Regions from separate parts of the Mus musculus genome. Here all the other regions are linked to region 4. The links are chromatin contacts, called in public Hi-C, HiCAR-type and promoter capture Hi-C maps. All regions are on one chromosome and are shown on one strand. The core of a region is the stretch at or near the end of the contact, and the rest is flanking DNA. Distances in the headings are between cores, read along the strand shown.

Region 1 (2,700 bases), core at 95-2,594, 1.4 Mb after region 4:
TCAAGTGATGCCCCCCCAGCCCCCACCCAACGCCCCTGCAGGTGGCAGAGCTATGATTAGAACTTGGGCCTCTGAACTCGGCTGCTAAACTTCTCCCCTCTACACCAGCTAGATAAACCAAAGTTCCAGGAAGGCCAGAGGCTGCTGCAGGGGGGAGGGGAGCCTGAGGAGGGGAAAGCCAACATGTGTAAGTCAGGCTCCAGGAAACCGTCCCCGGCATGCCTGTGGCTCAAAGAGCTTGTTGCATATAGGAATGACTATTTGCATACAGCCTCTGCACAGCCTCATTTTCCTTTGGTGCCTTAGTCTTCTTATCTGCAAAATAGGGCTAAAAATTCATACCCTACCCCAGAAAGGCACTTGTAGAATGTAGAGCACTCTAAAGCTCCAAGTTAGGATTATTGTGATTCAAAGAAGCTTTGGAAATCCCCCATTGGGTGATCATTAGAGCCAGCCTTATAGCCAACCTTTCACTAGATTAAAGAACATTTAATACATATGTATGTGCCAGGCACTATGGAGGGCTCTATACACACACACACACACACACACACACACACACACACACACACAGAGCCTCAGCTAACTTTCACCATAGGCGCTTGTGGTCTCTGCTACTCTGGCCAGCATCCTACGGAGGAGAAAGCCGCAGTTTGGTGAATGAGCTGCAATTCACGCCATCATTTGCTCATTCATTCCACTTTTACAGAAAGCCAGCTCTGAACCAGGCTGCGGGCCAAATGCTGAGGGTAAGAAGATGAACAAGTCCTTCAGGAGACATGCCCATAAATTACTTTAATAACAACTCAGGACAAGCTTCAACAGACAGCACAGTGTGAACCAGAGAGAAGGAGCAATTGGCTCCCTGGGGATTGTAGGAACAGAGAGCTGACCTCTTCAAAGGACATTGCACTTCGCTGAAGTGCAATACAAAGTTCCGGGTTTGAATCTTAAAGGCTTTATTTACTGTGTGTTTCCAGGAAATCTCTCCTGCCTCTGAGGCTCAGTCCGAAAAAATAGTAAATTGAGTGACGCCAAGATCCTGAAACTACAGGAACTGGCCCTCTCACCTCATCTGGCAAATTCAAGCTACTCCCATACCCCCTCTTAACCAGTACCTCGAAGGCCTGACCAAGCCCCAGAAAAATGTCAACCACCCAGCCCTACCAAAGTGCCTGCATCCTGGGACGCCCTTGCAGGCCCAAAGGGCGGAGCTCTGGTAGGGGGCGGGACCAATACCTTCTTGGACAGGTTCACGACCCGCCCAGAAGGGATTCATCCAGCCAATGACAGAGAGTGGGCGTGGCGTTCCCGCCTCTTGGTATAAAAAATCTCCGGACTTCAAGGCACTGCGCGAAAGCCTGGGAACCCTTGGGCTGTCTGTTTCTTTTGCGGCCTGCAACTACTGCTGTGGGCAGCGCAGAAGAGAGGAGATCCGGGAGACCCGGGTGAGACAGTGAACGAATCCGATTTATTCTTCCTCTGCCTGGTTGAGTTGCAGGGACTGCACAGTGCCCGGGTCTCCCGCCCAAGAGGAGCCGCTGGCCGAGACCCGGGGCGTGCCCTGACTGTCCGCCAGCTGCTATGGCCGACCACCTGATGCTCGCCGAGGGCTACTGCCTGCTACAGGTGCCGCCGCACACCCACGGCCCGCACGCTCCCCGGACTCTGCAGCCATACGCAGGCCCGGGCATGGACAGCGGTCTGCGGCCGCGGGGGGCTCCGCTGGGACCGCCGCCGCCACCCGGGACCCTGGCATACGGCTCCTTCGGGTCGCCGGTCTCTTTCCAGCCCTTCCCCGTCTCGCAGTCGCCGGGCGCCGGTAGCACGCACCTGCAGTCTGCAGCCACACCGTCCCCGGGCCGCATCCCGGCGCCCCCGGCAGCCGCTGGAGGGCCCTCACCTCTGCAGCCGGCGCCCGGAGCCGCAGCCTCGTTGCCGCCGCCGCCGCCGCCACCCGCCCTGGGCTGCATGGACACCGAGCTCATCGACGAAGAGGCGCTGACGTCGCTGGAACTCGAGCTCGGGTTGCACCGCGTACGCGAGCTGCCGGAGCTCTTCCTCGGCCAGAGCGAGTTCGATTGCTTCTCAGACCTGGGGTCAGCGCCGGCCGCCGGCTCGGTGAGCTGTTGAGAGCCACCACCCAGAGACACGGGACCTTGCGCCCGGTGGCCCGGCTCCCACACACCCTCCGTGAGGGTGGAGGCGCCTGGTTTTCGTGCCGAGACGGCTCCAGCCGAGAACACCTGCCTTGCCTCCAGGCTCTGCCTCCTGCCAGATGACAGTTGGGTCTCGCTTCTCATACCCAAGCCTCAGCGGTCTAATGGAGGGAACTGAACCAGCCTTCGGATTCCACGTTCTTGGATTCTGTGCCCTCTTTCCGCCGCCTTGCCCCAATCTGAGCCATTACAGGCCTCTGCCTGACCTTCCTTCTCGAGCAGCCTACTAACCGGATTGGGTCTAGGGAGCCATCTCTCCGTACCCCCTACCTTCCCTGGGCCCCTGGCCCGGGGGAGGGAAGGATTTTACACCTAACCCCTGCAGAGTGGAGCCATGCTCCCGCTGGCCTCTAAAACCAAAATAAAACTGGGTTGCTTTACAATTTTGAGTTTCCATTTCCTTTTCATCCCCACCCTCAAGTACCTGTAACTTGCAAAAAGTCTGAGGCTGTTAGAGTCCCAAAGTGAAACTGAGGCTCGC
Region 2 (2,700 bases), core at 121-2,620, 1.5 Mb after region 4:
CTGTGTGACTGTAAAATATACTCATACACCCAGGTAAGCACGCGAAACAAGGTCTATTACTCCTGAGTTTGTCTCACCTGCCCTCTGAACTGAAAGTTAAGAGAGATCAATTTTAAGGGGGAAGTGGGGTAACTCAGTTGGTAGAATGTTTGTCTAGCAAGCACAAAGCTCTGATCCTATATTCTTCTTAGACCAGTGAAAATTTCATATATAACATCTCAAAACTAGCATGATCCCAAATCCTGTAACCCCCAACTTCCCAATTATGCAAATACATTCTACAGCTGACTTTCTGATTCTACTTAATGTAATGTTAAAATGGCATTCAGCCTCTAAAAGTTGATACACCTGTCCAGTGGGATCCGGCTGTTTACCTGTTTCCCACTCTCCATTTCAGAACCCAGAATGGAGTCTGGAGTTCTACACTAATCCTCCGGGTTTCAAAACCCAAATTCTTACAGCAGGCTCCCTAATCCGATTCTGTCCTTCTGGTCCTCACTCCCACTACTTCCATACCATGCACTCAGACTTCTACTCAGGGTCATTCCCAAGCTGGATCAATTTCCAAGTCTAGCACCCCTAGGTCTCGAAGACACTTCTGTTCCGTGTTTACAAAGCAGGGGCTTGCACACCCCATCTTGTAGTTGACCGTGCCTCTGGTATTAGTAGTGACCCCTCCCCGTTGCAGGCCACACGCCAGGCTACCACTCTCTTTCTCCTCTGGGCCTCCGGCTCCGTCCCGGAGACTCCCCGCCACGCTGGCATTAGAGGGACCGTCGCCCTGCCGCCAGAGCCTGAGCAGCTAGCATCCCGACAGCCGCCAATTCCTTCATCACCCCCCAGGCCGGAGCCGGCGTGACCAATAAGGTGCCAGGTCCGCGGCCTCCCCGCCGCCGACCAATCACGAGCGAGCCCCCCCGCCGTCGCCTTCCGCCAATGGGAGAAAGCCCGCGGGCCCAGGCGCACGGACCCCGCGAGCGCAGCCGCGACGACAGCGGCGGGCCCGGCGAACACATAACATGGCGGCGGCAGAGCCGACCGAAGTGCAGCGGCGGCCGCAGAGGGAAGGGAGCTCTCCGCCATTGGCGGGAAGCACCGCCCTCACTGCCGGCCGCCCCCTCTCTCTCTCCCCTCCTCACCCAAGCTTTCATACACTCACAGGCCTCTACTCCGGCGTCCAGCGAAGAAAGCAGCCGCCCCCGCGCTGCTGCGCCGTCGGGCAATGCAGAGGCCCGGGCGCGGCGGAGGGGAGGGGGAAGCGTGCGTCACGAAAAACCGGAGCGCGTGCGGAGCGGGGGCGCAAACAAGATGGCGGCCGCGCCGTTTGTACCGTCTCCCCTGCCCCTCCCCCCACTCCGCGCCTCGACTCCCAGCAACGCGTAGTGCGCAGCGGCTGAGGTGCCTGAAGTCTCGCGAGAATTGTCTTGCCTGGCCAAGCGGGATAGTGAGAGCGGAGACTTTTGGGGCCCCGCCCCTTCCCAGGGGCGCGGGAGGCGTTTCTCGGTGACCTCCGAGGACGTTCTATATCCTTGAAGCTCTCAGCTAGGATGCGCTCGCTTCTGGGTTTTAGGAAATAGTTTTCCGTGTTTTGTTCTTCAAGGAAATGAATGGTAGGGAGAGAAGAACTTCGCGGGCATGGAAAATTTAAAAAGCCGCCTGGGGCTCAGCAAACCGGACGACCTGAATTCGATTCTTGGAACCCAGGATGGACCAGAAGAACAGAGTCCTGAAAGCTGAACTCTGATCATTAATGTGCGACGCGCGCGCGCACACACACACACACACACACACACACACACACACACACACACACACCAGTAAGTGAAGAAATAAAATTTCCAAACAACCAAAAAGGTGACATTTTAAAACGTTAAAATTGGCATAAAAAGGGCTGGAGAGATGGCTCAGTGGTTAAGAGCACTGACTGCTCTTCTGAAGGTCCTGAGTTCAAATCCCAGCAACCACATGGTGGCTTACAACCATCCGTAATGACATCTGATGCCCTCTGGTGTGTCAGAAGACAGCTACAGTGTACTTACATAAAATAATAAATATTTTTTTTAAAAATTGGCATAAAAAATTAAAGAGTTGGGAGGTGGCTCAGTAAAGTGCTTCCTACAAGCATTAAGACCTGCATTAGCCCCCCCAACACTCCATAAGCCACTAGCACAGTAGTCTCCCATACCTGAAAGGCTTGAAAAGAAACCTGCCAGCCTAGCTAAATAAGCAAGCTCCTGGTTCAGTGGGAGGCCCAGTCTATACAAATAGGTTGGGGCCAGCGCGGTAGAACTGAAATTCCAGCACCTGGGAAGACGGAAGCAAGAGGGTCTGTGAGTTCAACGCCAGCCTTGTCGAGTTCCAGGACTTCCAGAATTACGCAGGGAAATCCTGTGTCAAAAAATAGGGTGAAGTTTCCACTGAAGACATCTAGATGTTGCCTTCTATGGGCGAATGCATTCCATGCAAATACATTAACACAATATGTATGGCTTGGTGTGGTAATACATGCCTCTAATCTTGGCACTTTAGGCTGAATATGGAAGCCAACCATTTTGGGGAGGTGGGGGTGGGGATGGGGAAGTGTAGTATTTCACAAGGCCTGTCTATAACTGGTTGTCCGGTGCTCATTATGTAGTCCACACTGACCTTAAACTCAGCTAAATCTTCCTTACTTAGCCTCGGGGTCCTGGGATTACAGAC
Region 3 (2,700 bases), core at 138-2,637, 1.5 Mb before region 4:
AGTGCAAGGCCAGCCTGGTCTACAAAGTTAGTTCCGGGACAGCCACCGGGACTATACAGAGAAACCCTGTCTCAAATCCCCCCCCCCAAAAAAAAAGCCCACAGGCACAACAGATTGCTTAGGTAGATCTGCGTGTGTGTCCCCTCTCTACTCTATACAAAACTCTGGTAATTAGTTCGTGGGAGACTATAAACCCCAAGCAGGCTTATAACTGCTGTGTTCACGGGCAAACTCAAAAGGGACATAAGTGCCTTCCTAGATCTGACCAAATCTCGAGAATGAACAGATTGTGAGTTCCATGACAGCAGAAAGCAGTATATAAGAAGGTAGTTCTGGGAAAGGGCTGTGGTTGAGCCGTGGGGTAGAGAGAGGCCCAACTGAAGGGAGTGTGCTGGCTGCTGTCTTTTTCAGTGATTATAAATTAATAAGGTGGCTTCTCACACCAGTTGATCTTGTGCGCGGCTTTGACATGGATGCGCCTGCTCTTTGGAGACTGGATGTCAATAAACAAGCAAGTTTCCTGGCCGGAAAATGGTGAGAACTCGGGGCACAGAGTGGAATCCGGAGCCTGCCTCTCCAGACCAGGGCCTTTTGCAGAGCACCTGCGAAGCAACAGCAGTCCTCTGGCAATCAGTATTGTCTGGTTTGATAGAGGGTTGGCAGCTTGCTCAAGGTAAGCAAATGTGGCAGCCTGTTCCATTTGCTAGGCACCACTGCCAATCTGGAGCAATGAGTTTCACGTGGGTATGCATTTCCTTAAGTCATTCTCTCCATTTTGCAGAGGAGGAAACTGAGGCTCAACAAAGCATCTTTTGGCAGATACTGCAATCCAGGCACCTGAAGTAGGTAGGCTCTGTGGCACAACTAACCAGGTAGGGCTGATCAAATCAGTGGTGGAGAATTCGGGGAGAAAGGGCTCCCCAGCCTTGCAATTCCAAGGAGTGGGCCCCAGGCTTTACTCAGCTGTGCCCACAGTCTCTAGCGGCGCTACTGCAAAGGGAACGGAATTTGCTCTTGACGTCTCTCTAGGGGGAACGCAGGCGCAGAAGGCCAGGGGCCTGGCGGGCTAACTGCAGCCCCAGCCCCCCAAAGCGCCCCAGGCCTTTTGGCTTCGTTCCAAGCCTAGCCCGAAGGGGAGGACATCTGCTTCCTCCAAGTGTCCCAACTGAAGGGCAGAGAGGCGAAGGAGAAGGGGACTCCTTTGCCGAGCCCCACTCCCAGGGGTTCGTGAGGATCAATCATCAGAAAACTAGAGCCACTTGTAATCTTATTCCCTGGTAGGAGGAGTCTGAGTAGTCGGCACGCGGGAGGGAGGAGATGGGACCAGGGCGGGGGAGGGCGGCCAGGGGAGCCGCTCAGGGAGGGGAGGGACTTGGCTAGGTTTCTCAAGCCTTCTTCACTCTCCAAACTTTCACCAAACTCTTAGCCCCCGCCTCCCCGAAACCAAAACACAACAAGCTCTGGAGGAGCGGCAGGCAACGCGGCGGGGCGGGAGGACTGGCGGCTGCAGAGAGCCTCGGGAGGCTGATGCAACTTTCCCTTTAAGAAAGCCACCTGGGCGCACCGCGGTGCGGACCCAGCACGCCTGGGCCGGGGGCAGCAGTATGGTAAGAGAGCTGGGGGAAGGGGGCTTTGCGGCCCGAGCCTAGGTCTGTCCAGCCGTCGTTCTGGGCGTTTCTGTGACTCTGGGAGGCTGAGCCCCAGGATGTGTATGGATGTGTGTGTGGTGCGTGGATGAGATAGCGTTTGCTTGCGGGTATCTGTGGCTAAGAGTGTGAGTGCTCGCACTGGGATGTCTGTCTCGCCGCGAAGGTCTGGGTAGGTGCGTGTGTCTGTGTGTCATCGTTGTCACCAAGGAACTAAAGCAGACGGGAGGGAGGGTGATTTCGGAATGGAGGGGGTGCGTTGCGTGCCGACGCCGGCTCGGTCGGAGGTGGTTGGTACGGGGCTGTGCGCGCAGCGCCGGAACCGAAGAGCGTCTTCGGTCTTTCTGGGGCGCCAGTGGGTCTGCCGCGGCCGGGAGCCGGCAGCGGGGTCTGTGCCCCGCGTGCAGCCTCTCGCCCCACCTCCTCTCCCAGCCGTGCTGGCTATCTATCTGGGCGCCGCAGCCGGCGGCCTTCCTAATCTGCCCGCCCACTCGCCCGCCGGGTGCCGGTTCCCGCGCGCCCGCGGTTCCTGGGAAGCAGCGAGGAAGAACCCCAGCGCCCTCCGGTTCTCTTTTGTCCGCGGCTCGCGTGGCTGCAGCGTTGAGAAGGGATTGCGGGGCGGAGAGTGGTTTTGGGGGACTGCTACTCTGGGGGGAAAAAATCCACGCCCTGCCACTCGAGCCTTCACTCTAGCCTTCCTTCTGGGCATGCTTGCGGCGAGTGCGGGCGGCCACAGGTGAGGCCTGGTTTCCCGCAGCTCCCGAGCGCCTGCTCCCAGCCTGTACCCCGCAGCAGGCAGCCACACACGGGCCGGAGCTGAGGCCAGCGAGCCGGGAGGGGGCTTGCCCGCAGACCCGGGAGGGGCCGAGGACGGGCGGGGGCGGGGCAAGGGGGCGGAGACCTCGGCACCCGGGTACTTTTCCACCGCGGGGGGCGGGGCGGCATCCTCCACGCCAGCTGAGAGGCGCACACGTGGTGGCTGATGTAACGCCCGCCCCCCAACACACCTTGCACACTGATTAAAGCGAACCGGTCTCGTTTCGAGGAAGTGGGC
Region 4 (2,700 bases), core at 67-2,566:
ATACGTTACTCGTCGTTTGGACAAATAAGAAGAGCCCTCTTTGGCTACAGAAGGTCTATAGGAAAAATGTGCTCGAGGTACTAAATGGACTGAATATTCGAGTAGTCTAAACAAAGGCAACATAACCTTACAGTACAGATAACATCTCAGGCAACTGACATGTCAAATCCCGTTCCCCGAGAGGTTAACAAGGTGAAAGATCACCTGTATGTTAATTAGCGGGTCACATTCTTACATAGCAATTTCAAAGCAGAAAGGGATGTCAAGGTTAAAAGCGTGCTTAGCCTGGAGTTGCCTCAGTTTGATGCAAGGTAACTGTTAAGGCATGGCTCATGCGACGCGCCTGCCTTGACCTGCTTTGTGCCAAAGCTTTTTGAGGCTAGCTCAAGATCGGTACTTAACAGCAACACAAAGCGAGTCTACAGACCCGCTAATCCCGTCACCCAAGGAAGAAACACAGGGTCCCAATCCCCCACCCTGTCATGCCCGCGGTGGCTCTGGCCCATGCAGGAGGCGGACGCGAGCTTTCCACCCCGGCATCTCACCTGTTGATGAAACCGTATCCGTTCCTTACATTGAACCATTTGACTGTTCCCAAAACCTTCGTTGCTGGAAAACAAAGCACAACAACGTCCAATCACCGGCTGGCCCTGGAAGTCGGTCCAGGATCTAGCCGCAGGCCCGGGCCGCCGCCCTCGCCGCACACGTGGGTGCGCCGGGTAGCGCGGGTCCGAGGTGGGTGTGCGCCCGGGAGGCGAGCACGTGAGGGCCGGGGAAGCAGCCCGCGCTCCTCCGGCTGCGTAGGCGGCGGGGCGGGGACCCCAGCACGAGGCCCCGGGGCGGGTGGGCGCGGGGGAGGGGCGGCGGCGGCCGGAGCAGCGGCGGGATCCCGGTGTGCGCGCGCCGCGGGCCTCGGGGGGGAGGGGCGGCCGCGTAGTCCGTGGCTCGGGCCGCGTCGCCTAACGGTCCGGCCCGCGGCCCCATCCCCGGTCCCTTCTGGCGCTCACCGATGACCTTCTTGTCCCCGCCGGCGGGCGCCGCCGATGTGAGGCCACCCGGGCCGCCACTACCCGCGCCGCTGCCCGTGGAGCCGGGCTTGGTGTCGGCGGCGCTGAGGGCGGCGGCGGGGGCGGCGGGCGGCTGCTGGGTCTCGGCCTCGCTGCTCATGGTTGCGGTGATGGTGACTGGGGCCGGCGGCGACGGCTGCGGCTCCTCCCGGGTGTGATGGTGACTAGGCCGGCGGCGGCGGTGGGGCTCTCAGGGCTCTCTGGGGTCCGCTCTCCGCTCCCGCTACCGATCGAACTAGCGAGAATGGCGGGACGGGCGGGATAAGCCCCGCGATAGACCCGCCCTCGTCCTCCCCCATTGGTCCGCATCGTTGTCCATCTCACCACCTGACCGGGTCTCTAGCGCCTATTGGCTCACGCTCCGCGGCTCCTGCGCTCTCATTGGTATCTTTAGCGACTAATTCGCCCGACCCACAGCTTCTCAGGCCTCCGCCGCCATAGAGACCGGAACTAGAATGAGAGCCTCGGCCGTGAGCACCATAGAGTACCGGGAGGACGCGCAGAGGGAACGTTCCCAGATGGGGCTGCGCTCGTCGCGCACGTGGGCCGCGATCGCCGGGCCTACTCCGGCCTCCTAGAAGGGGCTCCTTCCCACGGCTGGGTGAACGCCGGGGCCTCCTTAATGGGTCAGGCTTTTGGTGATCCAGTCACCTTGGAGGGACCACGCAGGCGCTGGAGCTGCCACGACTCAGCGTGTTCAGGGCGGGGGTGATCGTTTCCCCCGGCGTCCGAGGAAATGTATTTCATACTGGCCACAAATCAGATTTAATTTCGCCTCACATTTATTGGATGTTAGGGTTTTTGACTTTATAAACTAAGCACTGTAGACAAGGATTGCTATCCTTGTTTTTATACACTGTAAAACACACGCTGCCTTCTTTCTGAAGCCCTCCGCCTACCTTCATTCATTCTTTATTACGCATCTACTATTGACTGGGGATTGAAGTAGTTTGCCAGTTAGTTTCTGCTTTCTGATGGTGGAATTTTAAACGCCCACCACTTCTTGGTTGGGTGAGCACAGCGTTTGGGGAGTGGGAGCAGGAAGAGTTGGGTGGTGACATTTCAGGCAAAGGTAGGTTTGTGCAAAGGCCTAGAAAAGATAGGGTCTCACGGAGACTGCAAATAAAGGAAACCAATCGAAGTAGGAATCAGAGGTGGGCAGAGGTGTTTTTAACCTGAGATTCTTCCCCTGATCACCGGTGAGCAGTGTAGCTTTCGCGGTGTAAGTAAGGAGTAGCATCGTTAAAGAAAGAAAAGGCTGCTGCTTGGAGAAGGGGCTGCAGAGAGAGAAGGGATGGGAGTGGGGGAAACAAGAGGACCTGAGATGGCTCTGTGTGTAAAGGCACTTGGCCAAACCTGAGTTCTTGCCTTCAGCTCCACATAATGGAAAGAGAAAGATAGCCTCTTCCTGTAAGCTGTAGCTTGACCTCCCCACGAGCACTGTGGCATACTCCTAGCTCCCAGTAAATAAAAGCATGAACTAGAAATACAAAAAGAACGCTAAATCCGACGGGCTGTGGTGGCGCTCGCCTTTAATTCCAGCACTTGGCAGGCAGAGGCAGGCGGATTTCTGAGTTCGAGGCCAGGCTAGTCTGCAAAGTGAGTTCAGGGACAGCCAGGAGAAACCCTGTCT
Region 5 (2,700 bases), core at 19-2,518, 1.4 Mb before region 4:
AAGTAAGAGATGTCTCATCCCCAGATGCCTCAATGTGACCCTAAAGGACAAGCCAGGCCAACTGAGGCCAAGAGCTCTAGGTAAGTGTGCTTAAATAGGAGGAATTAAGGCATGAAGCTGTGGACCCACCCTTCTTTCCCTCACAGGTATAATTTCTCACCTAGGGCATGGGCACAAGCTGGCTCACTCAGCAGTACCACCGGGGCTGTCGGATCTGGGTTCTGGGCTTCAAAGGCCTTTGCACAGAGCTCTAAAGCAACGGGTCGCTGACCAAGGACAAAGGTGATGGGCAGCTGCGAGGCTGGGGGGCTTAAGCAGGCAGGACCGAAGTGCACAAGGGCTTGAGCTCCAGCCTGCTCGGCGCCCAGCACATCCACACAGCAGCTGCAGGGGAGAGAGCATTGGTGAGAGGTGTTCCCTACCTGGAGAGAAGAGTTGTCATCAATGGGAAATGTGGCCAGTGGAGAAAATGGCACCAAGCTAGGAATTCACTGTGACTGAGGGAAGCTGGCATCAGGAGCTTCTCATCGTGCAAACACGGTCACTGGAGGCAGACACTGTGGGCTGGGAAACCCCATACCTGCCATAAGCTGTGTCCCCTAAAATGAACATCTTAGCTCCTGTGACTTCCTCCAGCCGGGCAGCCACCGCTCCCGCATCTCCTAGTAACTGGTCAGGGAACTGCAAAGTCACCTGTAAATACAAGCCACAAGTCAGCGACAACCTCACTCCTCCACCAACAGCCTCTGCAAAAAAACAAAAAACAAACAAAAAAACAAACAAACAAACAAAAAAACCCACTAAACATCCCAAGCCCCTACTTCTAAGGAGGCAGCCAGCCCCACAGAGTTGTGGGTAATCCGTGCGATACGGGCGGATCCCGACCCAAAGTCCCAATCTCCGCAACCCATACCCAGAGGAGAGCCCGCGCCCCGCGCCCCCTTTTCGCGCCCCCTTCTCTGAACCAGACCTCACCCGCTGACAACCTAAATCGCAGACAAATTTCGTAACTCGCTCCAGCTCATACACGCGGTCCAGGTCTTCAGGAGGAGTGAACTGTCCTGGAACGCCCGCCTCCCGTTGCAGGGCTGCCTCCGCAGGGCTGCTGAACGTAGACTCCATTGGGCGCAGCTTGGGTGGGGTGAGATGCAGCTGCACCCTCAAAAGTCCTCGAGGTCACAGCAGCTCTGTTTGTGGATCCGGACCAACCTGTCCTCGGGTCCTAGGATCCAAACCGTACGCTTCCAAATTCCCGGCTCTCCACTACACATGGACCTACGGAGATTACTTCCGGGTTCAAGGACTTCCCACAGAGAACCAATCACTAGCCTCTCACTCAGGACCAATCGGAAGTGCCGCAAAGCCTTGTGGGTGTTGTGGTTCCACTGGCTAAAGCTTCTTCCCGGATACCCTAAGGCCAGCCTGCCGGTGCCCTCTAATTTCTAAGTCACTAATTCAGTGTGAGCAGGCGCTATCTGCTGATCATATTTAAACGCGCGCGCGTGTGCACGTATATACATACAGTGAGAGCAAGGGTCCTTATACAGCTCAGTTCTTCAGGGTTGGCTGCAAGCTCCCTAATCCACCAAGCCATCTTCACAGCCCCCAGAATCTGAAACAGGGTCTTGCTGTGTGACCGAGCTGGATCTCCCAGTACTGCATAATTTCCAACTCAGTGCCCACAGCTTGGGTTTGAATATTTGTGAGCAGGTACTTACTGCCAGACATCGTAAAATGTCTCTATGTCCTTTACTTTGCCTGCTAGAGAATTGTCCCACAACCTGTTGTCCTCACGGTCTGTCAACCAAACACTGACCCTTGCTAAGTTCACCAGTTCATCATTAGAAGCAAGAATTATCCCATATAGATAAGAAAAACAAAACCATGTCTGCTGGTTCTAGAAACTGGGCTTTAGAGCCCGAATTTATTCTCTCGCCCCACCTCCTTGGGACTGAACCTGGGGCCTCGTGCATGGAAAGCAACGACTCTCTGGCTGAGCTACATCCCACATTCTCCCACACGACTTCTTATCATAAGGAGGGATGGGAGAGGAAGACTCTCTTCACGTGATGCCGTAGGGAAAAAGGACTGAAAACATGTGGCGCATCTCTGCATCCTCCAGGAGAGCTGAGAAATCAGGACTGTGGGAATGGGACTAACGGGGCTGGAGAAATGTTTCAGTGGCTAAGAGCACTTGCTGTGCTTGCAGTGGGTTCAGTTACCACCACCCACATGGTGGCTTATAACTATGTGCAACTCCAGTTCTAGGAGGTCCCTTTCCTTTTTTTTTGTTTTGTTTTTTTTTCGAGACAGGGTTTCTCTGTATAGCCCTGGCTATCCTGGAAGTCACTTTGTAGACCAGGCTGGCCTCAAACTCAGAAATCCGCCTGTCTCTGCCTCCCAAGTGCTGGGATTAAAGGCGTGCGCCACTACGCCCAGCTTTTTTTTTTTTTTTTTTTTTTTTTTTGTCCCTTTTCTAATACCTGCAGGCAACTACACTCAGGTGGTGCGCAGATATAAACTCAGCCATACACACATACACATTTTTTTTTAATTGGGACTGAGGAGCGGGATAAATAATGAAGTGGAAGACACTGATGCTACTAGCTGGCTGAGGAAGACACTGGATGGAAAAGAATGAAAGGCAGAATCAGTACAAAAGCTGGGGAAGATCAGAGGATGGGATGCAGTTACCCCATC
Region 6 (2,700 bases), core at 52-2,551, 1.7 Mb after region 4:
GAAAACAAAGGCTAAGTGGTTGTGGCCAATTTCTATTTCCTCTCTAAAGGTGTAATCACCAGGGAAATAACGAATTGGGGGAATTCCTTGCTTCCTTTTCTCCCTGCTTGAACGGGTCCTGCACTACAGTCCAGGTCTGCTAGTTTCGCTCACCACACACGCATGAGGCCTCCACAACCCAGGCTAGACTACCTAGAAATCCGCACTGTGTCACTGCATAAGGTAGCTGTTTCTCAGTGCACACGACCTGGGTGAAGAAAGCCACCTAAGCACTCGGTCTGAGCTCAACAAGGTGGTAAAATGACAGGAGCTGCTAACGACATAGCAGACAGCAAGGAATGCCACCTTTAAATATCATTTCGACAGTTTTTCTCTTAGTCATCTCACCTTCCTCCTCGTCACCCCCACCGCCACCCCCACCACACTGCAGCTCACCCACAGCTTTGCCAAGTAAAAGGCTGCCAGCTCTGCATGACAGCGAGCCCAGAAGCCATTCAGAGTCTGCAACATAGACAGTCTCACCTGAACACACCGGGCAACCCCACCCCCCACTATATCATCCCCACTTCGCTGACACACACACACACACACACACACACACACACACACACACTCGCCCACACCAAACCCCAAGTCCCAAGCCCGAGGAAACCCAGCAAGCTCATGAGCGAGGGTGGCTCGCGTGGTCATACGAAGAGGACTCGCCCTGAGCTCCAGAACCCCCTCCCCACTCAGGCCATCGCAGCTCATCGCCACGCCGCCGCCCCGCAGCTGGCCCCCCGCCGGCGCCCCGGATGCGTTACCTTTGGACTGGCAGTCAGCACAGAACTTGTTATCTTCCTCCAGCAGCAGGTTGGCCAGGACCGCCTGGTACCGATCCACGTCCTTCACCGACTTGCCTGTCATGGCCAGGGTGCCGGCGGGGGCAGAGGGCGACGCGCCCCCTGCACCCCCCAAGAACCCCTGCCTCTGTCCGGGGCTGAGGCCTTGGGGTCCCCGCCCAGGCGGTCCTCTCGCCCGGCCCGGAGCAGCCCCGGGGTCAGAGCCGTCAGCGCCCCCGCCCCGCAGCCCCTCAGCCCCTCAGCGCGGCGCCCCCTGGCGGGCTTCGGGCAAGGCAGGGACTCGCGGAGGCTGCGGGACCCCAGAAGTGGCCTAGGTGGAGCGAGCTCCCGGCTTCAGGCGTGCGGGACGCACACTTGACCCCGAGTGTTGAGGGTCTGCCCGCTGTGCTTCCCGCCTCGGTTTCCCTGGCAGCTGCGACCAGCTCAGCCGCCACCTCCACCGCCTACTTCCGGCAGCTCTTCCTCTCCTCCTCCACCCAGCCCAACCCGCGCATGCGCCCCGCCCACCGCGCTGCACTGGGCTCTCCCCTTGGCTCCGCCTCCTAGGAACCAATCCGGGAAGAGCCGGGGGCGGGGCTTAGGTGGAAGCGGCGGGAGGGAGGACACGCCCCCTGCGTGCCCTTGGAAAAGAATGAATGAAGCCGGGTGGAGAGGGAGGAGAGTGAAGAGAATAAAGTGAAGGGAACGACCAACATTTACAGAGCTCATACTGTGTGCCATGTACTGCTCTAAGCGCTTTCTATCAATTATCACAGTATGCTCTTCACAGCAACCTTTATAAGATGTGTGTTTATTATCCTTATATAATACAAGGGTTGTGGCTATCCCAGACTCCTTTAGGTTAGTCTTTCCTTCAAGAGACAAAAGGACTCACCCTCTGACCCGAGTTAAAGAGACATTACACCCTCCCTCGTGATCACTTCTAACTTGGAATGCCTCCTGCCGCTGATATACATTAGTCTTCTCTGTGACTACTGCCCTTTTTGAGCATCGCTCTGACTAGTGTCTAGGCAGAACTTTTCTTTCCTTTAAAAAAAATTTTTTTTTGAACAGGTTCTTCCTAAGTAGCCCTTGGTGGCCTGGAACTTTATATTGTAGATTAGGATAGCCTCGAACTAACAGAGAACTGCCTCCAAAGTGCTGGGATTAAAGGTATGTGCCACCATACCTAGCCTCCTTTACTTGCGTGTGTGTGCATGCGTGCGTGTGTGAGTGCGTACGTGTGCGTGTGCGTGTGCGTGCGTGCGTGCGTGCGTGCGTGCGTGCGTGTGTGTGTGTGTGTGTGTGTGTGTGTGTGTGTGTGTAGGTGTCCAAGGAGGCCAGAAGAGGGCATTGCAGTACCTGAAGCTGGAGTTTCAGCTGATGGATGAGGGTGTGTGATGTGGGTGTTGGGGAAGGAACCAGGGTCCTATGAGAGATTACCAAACTCTCTCACCTGCTGAGCCATCTCTCAGGTTGTTTGGGGGAGAGCCAGTTATAGGGTAACATGGAATAAGCAGCTACTTAAAAATGGTTATTAGGTATTATTTTCCAAAGCCTCTCTTGTTACAAATAGTGTCTTGAACCCACGGCCATCTTCCTGTGTATGCATTCCGTCCCTTCACTCATCAAATTCTTAAAAGAGACTGAGAAAAAACAGGATGTGCTAAAGGGGAAGAGAACGCTACTTCCTGATATTTGCTCTTAAGGGATTCTTCTGAAGGCTAGAGTAATAGACCAGGGAGGCCAGCAAGACAAAGTGTTTATTTGCCTCTAAGACAGCAGTCTTGTTCATCTCTACTTTCTCCCAAGACCAGGCTCCCCTCAAAATGTTTATATTATATATTTATTTATTATATATTGTAATATATAATATTTA
Region 7 (2,700 bases), core at 9-2,508, 1.6 Mb after region 4:
CACCAGAAGAGGGCATCAGATCTCATTACAGATGGTTGTGAGCCACCATGTGGTTGCTGGGATTTGAACTCCGGACCTCTAAAAGAGCAGTCAGTGCTCTTAACCTCTGAGCCATCTCTCCAGCCCCCTTGACTTCTTAAAGATATAGAAATATCTACTAATATTCATATTAAATATTTTATATATGAATATATGTTTTAAAAGTTTTAAAACAGATAAAGCTGAAAATTATTAGGTGAAAAATTAAATGAGATAGATGTTCAGAAAATACCAGATCGGCATCAAGAGTCTAGGGATCCTGAAGATACAGATTTTGAATCTAATCTTGAAACGTCCAGTAGAATTTGCTGGTATGCTATTTGTTTGTTTGTTTCTTTCTTTCTTTATTTTCTGGTTTTTCGAGACAGGGTTTCTCTGTGTAGCCCTGGCTGTCCTGGAACTCACTCTAGACCAGGCTGGCCTCGAACTCAGAAATCCGCCTGCCTCTGCCTCCTGAGTGCTGGGATTAAAGGCGTGCACCACCACGCCCGGTTCTGCTATTTGTTTCTTGAATAATCTTGGGCACATTTCAAAAATTCTCTGATGAGACTGGCACATCTTTAAAATGTATACTGGTAAGCTAATCCTTCAATGCCCACAGAGCTAAAACAGTACAGATATTAACTAACACACAATAAATGTGGCTTTCCTTCCAAAGGCATTGATGGGTCTACTATGTATCTATTTGCTCTGAAAAGTTCAGGAGAGAGGCAACTCGTACTCACCTGGGCCTTAGTTGATTTCCCTCCTCACAGGGAAGAGCATGTATTAAAACGAGGGGAGATGGGGAGGCACCTTGCTATGATGGAATGTGGACTTCTGTTCTCTTCACCTGACCACTCCTTCACATTATGGTGTTTCCACTTGAGTCACACTGCTAGGGCAGCTGCGTGTCATAAATCCTCCTAACACTGGCCTCTCCAAGGGTAAGGTCTCCAGGCGGTAAGTTCTGCTCTCCAGGTTCCCAGCCGCAGCCTGAGGTCGGAGGCCCTGCCTTGCTGATGGCTTCCGGCTGCCTGCTGCTGCCTTCATCCTCTGCGTCCTGACTCGTTACAGGCCTTCCACGCAGGCAGGCGTGTGCTTTCCACTCAGCCCCCAGCCCCAGTCCCCCTGGTGTGCCCAAGCGCAAAGACTCAATCGCGGGCCCAAAATGCACAGAACAAAAACCCGAATGAGGGGCGTGCCTGAAAGGGGCAGCCCCTTAGCTCTTCACCCCTGTCCCAGAATTCCCGGCGGCGGTTGGAGGCCCGCCCCTTTTCATGTCACACCCCTCCCCACCCACCAGGCCCCTGGTTCTCGCGACACTGGGGCTGAGTGGGCGTCTGCAGTCCGCTGTATTTCCTTATCCACCAGTGCCTAGTGCAGGCTGTTACCGTCTCGTTCTCTTACGCCCGCCCGGTGAGAGGACGGTCATGGTGGTCGTCTCGCTGTCCCCAGTGCAGCTGGCCTCTGACACCCTTGGAGCCCGAATCCGGATCTTAGCACCTGACATCAGCTTTCCCAGCTTAGTGAACAATCATGAACTCAAGCTTCAAAGACGCTGGCAGTTGTCAGTGTCTTATTTTATTTTATTTATTTCTTATCCTTTTTATTGGCCTCCAATTTGGGTTACTCCTGCCTCTGCTTTTTCGGTGCTGGAATTACAAGCCATTGTGCCCTTATGCCCAGATTCTTTTTAAAGATTAAAAAAAATGTTTTGTTTTTTCCTTTATGTGTATGAATGTTTTCCCTGCATGCATGTCTGTGGTTCATATCTTCTTGGTGCCCTCGGGAGCCAGAAGAGGGCCTCAGAGTTACAGAAGGGTTGAGTCACATGGGCACAGAGAAACAAACTAAGGTCCTCTGTAAGAGCAGCTAGTGCTCTTAACCTCTGAGCCTTTGAAAAATACTTCCCAGCATCTATGGTGACCCACACCAAAAATCTCAGCGCTGGGACTCTAGACTTGAGTCTAAAGTCCAGAAGGATAAAGCCTAGCTGTTAGGTTCATTTAGTTAATTCAGTCACCAGTTTAAGGGGTTCACCAGAATCAGGGTTTTATAAAGTGTATTGTATCAGGGGGAGGATGAACAGATTCCAAACAAGGAACTTGCGTAGGAAAAAAAAAAAAAAAAAAAAGAGGAAATTTCCAAATGTGGAGTAAAACCCATGAAATACTATCTTCAATCACAGTGGGAGCAAAGATAAAAGAGAAGCACTTGTGCCCCTCCCTTTGGCAGTATGGAAGCAGTAGAACCCCCCCCCCCACCCCCCCACCCCCCCCCCCCCCCCCGCCACCCACCATTCAGAGGAGAACTTACCTCCCAGGAAGAGACTTCATAGGATCCTTACAGCTTGTCAGACCACTCTGCAGAAGACACAAGCTGAGACAACTGTGGACAGGACTGTTCCTTGATCTGCTTAGTTGTACATCCCTCTTGCTTTGTTTAAACCTAAACCACATGTCAGAACCCCAAAGACAGTCTTGGAAATCATTAGGCCTCTGTGTTTGTTCCTCTTTCCAAAGTGACCTCATCGAATAAATCCCCTTTCTTTCATTAAGGGCATATTGAAGATGAGTGGCTGAGTCTAGTCTCTTAATCCTACTAGAACCTAGTGTTAGGCCCTAAGAGAATCCAGTAATAAGAATGGATATTTGGGGACCATAACATCTTTATGACAAA

The links. Promoter capture Hi-C pulls out the DNA fragments that hold promoters and counts their contacts. Hi-C and Micro-C count contacts between places; a contact is called where the count stands out from the background. HiCAR-type assays count read pairs that join an accessible place to other places. Capture Hi-C pulls out chosen DNA fragments and counts their contacts.
Region 1: a promoter capture Hi-C map of hippocampal neurons shows a contact between it and region 4, with 2.2 times the contacts expected there. The contact joins the promoter of Cited4 here to the promoter of Ybx1 in region 4. A contact is called at or near these places in 2 of 39 promoter capture datasets (cranial neural crest and hippocampal neurons) and 1 of 115 datasets of contacts at active chromatin or transcription factors (astrocytes).
Region 2: a promoter capture Hi-C map of adipose tissue shows a contact between it and region 4, with 3 times the contacts expected there. The contact joins the promoter of Nfyc here to the promoter of Ybx1 in region 4. A contact is called at or near these places in 7 of 39 promoter capture datasets (the 3T3-L1 cell line, 3T3-L1-derived adipocytes, cranial neural crest and 3 more), 2 of 115 datasets of contacts at active chromatin or transcription factors (astrocytes and microglia) and 1 of 9 other capture datasets (adipose tissue).
Region 3: a Hi-C map of B cells shows a contact between it and region 4, with 5 read pairs. The contact joins the promoter of Slc6a9 here to the promoter of Ybx1 in region 4. A contact is called at or near these places in 1 of 39 promoter capture datasets (hippocampal neurons), 1 of 484 Hi-C or Micro-C datasets (B cells) and 1 of 115 datasets of contacts at active chromatin or transcription factors (embryonic stem cells).
Region 5: a contact with region 4 is called in a HiCAR-type map of astrocytes, with 2.1 times the contacts expected there. The contact joins the promoter of Dph2 here to the promoter of Ybx1 in region 4. A contact is called at or near these places in 2 of 39 promoter capture datasets (hippocampal neurons and pre-B cells) and 1 of 115 datasets of contacts at active chromatin or transcription factors (astrocytes).
Region 6: a Hi-C map of B cells shows a contact between it and region 4, with 7 read pairs. The contact joins the promoter of Smap2 here to the promoter of Ybx1 in region 4. A contact is called at or near these places in 1 of 39 promoter capture datasets (pre-B cells) and 1 of 484 Hi-C or Micro-C datasets (B cells).
Region 7: a promoter capture Hi-C map of pre-B cells shows a contact between it and region 4, with 4 times the contacts expected there. The contact joins the promoter of Exo5 here to the promoter of Ybx1 in region 4. A contact is called at or near these places in 4 of 39 promoter capture datasets (cranial neural crest, liver and pre-B cells), 2 of 115 datasets of contacts at active chromatin or transcription factors (astrocytes and large pre-B cells) and 1 of 9 other capture datasets (liver).

Annotation. Positions count from the first base shown.
Region 1 is chr4:120,665,219-120,667,918 of GRCm38.p6, forward strand. Cited4 (Cbp/p300-interacting transactivator, with Glu/Asp-rich carboxy-terminal domain, 4) reads left to right here and starts at 1,345. Exons shown (of 1, transcript NM_019563.2): 1 at 1,345-2,602. The coding sequence starts at 1,585. The coding sequence ends at 2,133.
Region 2 is chr4:120,824,371-120,827,070 of GRCm38.p6, forward strand. Nfyc (nuclear transcription factor-Y gamma) reads right to left here and starts at 1,371. Exons shown (of 10, transcript NM_008692.4): 1 at 1,160-1,371.
Region 3 is chr4:117,833,871-117,836,570 of GRCm38.p6, forward strand. It overlaps Slc6a9 (solute carrier family 6 (neurotransmitter transporter, glycine), member 9), which reads left to right and starts at 1,388. Exons shown (of 14, transcript NM_008135.4): 1 at 1,388-1,607.
Region 4 is chr4:119,293,197-119,295,896 of GRCm38.p6, forward strand. It overlaps Ybx1 (Y box protein 1), which reads right to left and starts at 1,317. Exons shown (of 8, transcript NM_011732.2): 1 at 1,008-1,317; 2 at 546-609. The coding sequence starts at 1,167.
Region 5 is chr4:117,890,735-117,893,434 of GRCm38.p6, forward strand. It overlaps Dph2 (DPH2 homolog), which reads right to left and starts at 1,269. Exons shown (of 6, transcript NM_026344.3): 1 at 976-1,269; 2 at 581-693; 3 at 161-384. The coding sequence starts at 1,122. It also overlaps a transcript of Ipo13 not described here.
Region 6 is chr4:121,015,946-121,018,645 of GRCm38.p6, forward strand. Smap2 (small ArfGAP 2) reads right to left here and starts at 1,302. Exons shown (of 10, transcript NM_133716.3): 1 at 804-1,302. The coding sequence starts at 906.
Region 7 is chr4:120,923,747-120,926,446 of GRCm38.p6, forward strand. It overlaps Exo5 (exonuclease 5), which reads right to left and starts at 1,259. Exons shown (of 2, transcript NM_028457.2): 1 at 765-1,259.